2 separate regions of the Triticum aestivum genome follow, and region 1 is linked to region 2. A link is a contact called in public Hi-C data. All regions are on one chromosome and are shown on one strand. Each heading gives the region's core, a stretch centred on a gene start, on an enhancer-like site or on the middle of the called end of the contact. The rest is flanking DNA. Distances are from core to core; before and after follow the strand shown. Region 1 holds the start of LOC123141660 (E3 ubiquitin-protein ligase ATL4). Region 2 holds the start of LOC123145129 (BOI-related E3 ubiquitin-protein ligase 1).

Evidence for each region. Hi-C and Micro-C count contacts between places; a contact is called where the count stands out from the background.
Region 1: a Hi-C map of leaf shows a contact between it and region 2, with 4 times the contacts expected there. The contact joins the promoter of LOC123141660 here to the promoter of LOC123145129 in region 2. A contact is called at or near these places in 3 of 5 Hi-C or Micro-C datasets (all in leaf).

The regions. Positions count from the first base shown.
Region 1 is chr6D:366,769,615-366,772,314 of IWGSC CS RefSeq v2.1, reverse strand. It overlaps LOC123141660 (E3 ubiquitin-protein ligase ATL4), which reads right to left and starts at 1,366. Exons shown (of 1, transcript XM_044560748.1): 1 at 1-1,366. The coding sequence starts at 1,153. The coding sequence ends at 53.
Region 2 is chr6D:366,517,192-366,519,891 of IWGSC CS RefSeq v2.1, reverse strand. LOC123145129 (BOI-related E3 ubiquitin-protein ligase 1) reads left to right here and starts at 1,418. Exons shown (of 4, transcript XM_044564452.1): 1 at 1,418-1,637; 2 at 1,748-1,854; 3 at 1,964-2,292; 4 at 2,385-2,700. The coding sequence starts at 1,591.

The DNA.
Region 1 (2,700 bases), core at 117-2,616, 250 kb before region 2:
AAAAAAAACTTCAGGGTCCGAAATTACAGACGGGCTAATTATAATCCTCCTATTATACGCCTACGATCCAGCGGTACAGGCCCATGAGGCCCGCCTCGTCCTCGTCCGCCGCCCGCGGCGCCGCCATGGCCGCCGCCTCGGGGTCCCACCGCCACGAGTCCTCCTGCCGGTGGCTGTGGTGGCTCTGGCTCCACCGCGCGCTCCACCGCCCGGAGAGGGACGACGCCGAGGAGGCCAGCCGGTCCACGTACTCCCGGAGCCACCCGCGCGACCCCGCCGCCTCCGCCAGCGCCTCGCCCGGGCCCTGCGGCGCGGCGCGCTGCCCGGCCACCGCCGACTTGGCCGCCGCCGCGGGGCGCGCGATGCGCGCCACCACGGCCTCCACCTCCTCGTCCACGCGGTAGTCGAAGGAGCCGAGGGAGTATGTGCGGCGGTCGTCCCCCGCGGCGGACGAGCGTCGGTTGCTCACGCTGCCGATCTCGACGCGGAAGCTCCTGGACGCGTTGCTGCTGCTCCTCGCGTCCAACGGCTCCTGCTGCGCGGCGGCGGTGTAGGCGGTGGGGAGAGGCGGGTGCGGCAGCGAGATGGCGGCGCGGCAGAGCGGGCACGACGGCGTGTTGCGGAGCCACGCGTCGACGCAGGCGGCGTGGAACGCGTGCCGGCACGCCGGGAGCAGCCGCAGCTCGGCGTCGGGCACGAACGGCGACAGGCAGACGGCGCAGTCCGGGGAGCTCTTGGGCAGCGCCGCCAGCGCCGACGCCATCGTGAAGAGCGGAAGTGACGCGATCAGCCGCTCCTTCTCGTCGTCGACCACCTCGCCCCCTGCCGCTGCCGCTGCCGCCGGGCCCGCCGCGGGTGTCGCCGAAGGGGCGGCCGCCTCGGCGTCGGAGCGGGAGGAGGCGCCGAGTCCCCTGGAGACAGCGCTCGGCGACGGAGAGGATGTTTGCCGCGAGGAGAGGCAGCGGAGGAGGAAGTGGATGGAGATGGAGGCGCAGAAGACGAAGGCGAGGAGGGCCGCGATGATGAGGAGCGACGGGGAGAGGTTGAGCGAGGAGGAAGGCGGCGGAGGCGGCGACGGCAATGGCGGCGGGGGGATGGTGACGGCGAGGGGGTCCCCGGCGTACGGTGGCGCGGGCGGCGGGAGGGAGTCCATGGCGGAGAGGCAGGAGGAGAGAACGCGTGTTTAAGGCTCGGTAGCTGGCCGCGGTCTCGAGCCTTTTATGGGTTTTGGGGTGCGGGTGCGTGGGCGTGGCGACGGGGAGCTATGCTACGCCATACTGCCGCCGTAGGCAGCGCAGCGGGGATGGAGAACTGGAAGGTAAAAAATACTGCTGGTTTCGCCATCACAGGAAGCAGGAATGTGAATGGCCCTCACAGTTTCTCCACCCAACTTTTGTCGTTCATCTCACCATCTTTCGCTTTGCATTTTTGACTATGCTCGTCTTTCTGCACTGCAATTGCACATCTGGATCGTTTCAGTTGTCCGTATTATGCGAAATTGCAGGAGACAGGTCAACCGTTCCTACTCTAATCGGTCGTGTGGAGATCACAAATCCTACTTAATTCGATGTTCATATACTGCTACGTGATGTTTCAGCCTTGTTCTACTGCAGTACTGACACGGTGCATTTGGCCGGATTCGACGAGTCGTCCCAAGTGACGGGACAAACAGAGAGCTGACGCCGGCCCTTTTGTCCATGGCCAGATGTAAAAGGGAAGCCACAAACCATCCGATTTGCTTCGATTTGGGCCGCTTTTGTCCAACTATTCTGTGTGGGGGGCTTGCGCAATTAGCTTTGATTGACACGAGAAAAGCCGAATAGGCCCATTCTTTGTTCTTCCGGGAGAAGCTAAAGCCCTTTTCGTAGGACGCTACACGGCCAATTCGTGAGAATATGCACACTGTCGGTTTTTACTGCCGAGCTTTGTGGATCATCGGAAGATCAAGCTGGAGTGACCGCACCGACAACGTATTTTGGTGGAAGAACAACTACCAATTCGATCGACTCTGCCATGAATGCACATACTGTATTAATTAAAATCACTATGGGGTGAGACATGCACGGGCGGCCTATATATTTCTCTACTAGACCTGCTGGGGCCATGGGTATCTACCCCGATCAGCGAAGTTGCTTGCGTTGGAAGCTCAGTATAACTCTCTTGTAAATTAGTGAAGAAGAAGAAGAAGAAGAAGAAGAAGAAGAAGAAGAAGATTAACAGCATATTTATTTTAAATTAGTTAAGGCGCATCAAAATTTAGATCGAGCGGAAAAAGGACGGCGTAGGTAGTAGTAATGCAATTGGGTGCCGGTACATGCTGCTCTGTACGGGCCTTTAATTTCCCATGTCTGTGAATTTATGAACTACATCAGTCACATAGCAACCTATTGTAGGCCCCGCGTTTCAGTGCACTCATGGCGTATCAAACGGGAAATTACCTAATCTGTGCAAGTAGAAATGTCCCTTGAATTTTGTTTTTGAAACGGATAAAGTCCCTTGAATTGATTAGCATAGTGTAGATCTCTCTCTCTCTCTCTCTCTCTCTCTCTCTCTCTCTCTCTAGCGAGCTGTCTGGATAATTTTGCGTCCGTCATCACGTAATACGCAATATATACTTAATTATCAACGAGCTGGGTAGCATTGTTAATTAGGAGCGATGATTAGAGAGATACTCCTATGTGGAATTTGACTTGGAATTGT
Region 2 (2,700 bases), core at 169-2,668:
GCAGTTCTCAACCAAGTAAAAAAAAAGGCAGAATTGAAGCCACGATGAACATACATGTGAGTACATCATGTCATCAGAAAATTTATAATGGTCCAAAATTATACTTGTGTATTATACAGAATTAGTTTTTTTGTCGGAGCCTCTTCTCAAAGACATACGAGGTAATATTCACATTCGATTATTGACTAAATAAGGATTGCCTTTTGGATTTTGTATATTGCATTCCTGCAAAAAAAAAAGAGTTTGTATATTGCAGCTTGAAGGATCTAAACCATTTTTTTTAGCATCAGTACAGACACAAGCGCTCATATATACGCGCATACACTCACCCATATGAACGCACACACGTACACCCTAATCCTATGAGCACCTCCGAAAGACTGAGCCGGCATATCATCTTGAGATTTACGAAGCCACCATAGGCGCCTCGTCGTCGACGGGAACGTCTCCTCCCACTGAAAGCGCATCGCCGGAAATCCTGAAATAAATCCAGGAATAATGCGAGCACCAGGATTTGAACCCTGGTGGGTTGGGGATACCACTGTCCACCTAACCATCTCAACCACAGGTTGATTCGCGAAGGATCTAAACCATTGATATGTAGACAAAGGTTGTGATCCCTCCATCTAGAAATGTAAGGCACAATACTATTTTGAGATTTACTTTAACCATCACTTTTTTTTTTGCAAATTTACTTTAAGCATCACTTCATAATATATGATATGCGCATTAAAGAGGTATACGAACAAATTCGTATTTGAAAGAAGTTTCTGATGATATTATTTCCATAACACATACTCCCTCCGTCCCAAATTACTCGTCGCTGAAATGGATATATCTAGAACTAAAATACATCTAGATATATCCATACGTGCGACAAGTAATTCGGAACGGAGGGAGTACATTATTGATCTTATCGATGGTCAACATAGATCGCGAAATACGCATTAGACACTACATTTATGGACATAGAGGGGCAATCTTTTGATAAACACCTGCTAACAAATACCAAACCCAAAGCATGGACGAGTAATCCAAACTTCGAAAGATTTATGCGAAGCTACGAGCCTCCAACCGCTCCCAGGCCAAACAAAGAAACGCCTACGCCATCATTATCGCGAAGCAAAGGCTCCGTAACCAAAACCACCACCCCATTTAATCTGTTTATAGAAAAAACACCCCATTTTAATCCCCTGCATTGACGTCAAGAAATCCTCCATCCCCTGGGATTCTTCCCCTAATTTTAACCGCCCGAACGCCCGCAATCCAGCCAATCTAGTACTATCTATGTTTTAACCCCGCGAGTAATTTTAGGCTGCCCACGTTTTCCGTTCGTTTCCGCGATCGAGCCCGGCCCCATCCGCGTCGCGTCCCGTTCCGTTCCGTTCCATGTGAGAGGTTTTAAGGGGAGCGTGCGAAGTGGGTGCGCGGAATTGGACTCGGCTCACGCCCACGCTCACGCTCGGGCTCAGGCTCCTATTAAAACCACGAGTGGAAGTTTTCTTCCCCGTCACCTCCCGCTTCGCGAACCCACCACCCGTCGTCCGTTTCTTCTCCTCTCCCCACCTCCTCCTCCTCCTTAACATAACAATGGCTGTGCAGGCCCAGTACCCCTCCAATCTCCTCTTCCACGATAGGTGCGCCTCCTCACGTCCCGCCCTCTCTCGCTCAATCCTCCTCTTCCACCACTGCAGCTGTTCGTCTGGTTTGGTTTTCTGGTGATCTCATGGCTTCCTCTCATTTACAGAGGTGACCCGGAGAGGGCGGACATGGACCTGCCCAAGCAGCAGCAGCATCAGCATCAGCAGCAGCTCGCCGGGCTCTCGCCGGCGGTCTATTTTGCCAGTGGCGGAGGTGCGTTTGCCTGCCTCCGCGCCTGATTGCCTGATGCCGCCGATTGATTGGCCGCGCGCCGGCCGTACGGTTCACGGATTGTGACATGGCTTGGTTCGGTTTCTTGCAGCGAGTGGCAATCGGAGGAAGCGCGCCAGGGAGGCCATGGCGCCGCCGCCGCCGGCCAAGGAGGAGTACATCAACCTGTTCGCGCAGCAGTCGGCGCCCTTTTTTAACATGGCGCAGCTCCACAACAGCAGGGTCGCGTCGTCCCCGTCGCCTGCCCCGGTGACGCGCGTGTCCACGGGCCTGCGCCTGGCATTGGACGAGCAGCAGCAGAGGCAGATTAATTCCTTGTGTTACCCGTCCTCGTCGTCGCCGCTCGTTCCCTTCTCCGATGAATTCGCCGGACAGATGAAGCAGCATGGCGACGAGCTCGACAAATTCGTCCGGGACCAGGTAATCCATCTTGGCTCCGGCCATGCCACGGCAATTCAGTTCAGGCTGTGCGCTCGTTTCTTGGCCTCACGTGCCCGTGCGTTATCCACCAGGGCGAGCAGCTCCGTCGGGCCATCGCCGATCGGATGCGCCACCACAACCGGGCACTTCTGGTGGCGGCGGACAAGTCGGCCTCGCGCCGGCTCCGGGAGAAGGCGTTGGAGGCGGAGCGCGAGGCGCGGCGCGGCGCCGAGCTGGAGGAGCGGCTCGCGCGGCTACGCAACGAGGCGGCGGCGTGGCAGGCGAAGGCGCTCTCGGAGCAGGCCACCGCGGTCGGCCTTCACGCGCAGCTCCAGCAGGCCGCCTCCGCGGCGCGGGCATCCTGCGAGGAGCTCGGCGGCGGCGACGCCGGGCCGGCCGAATCGTGCT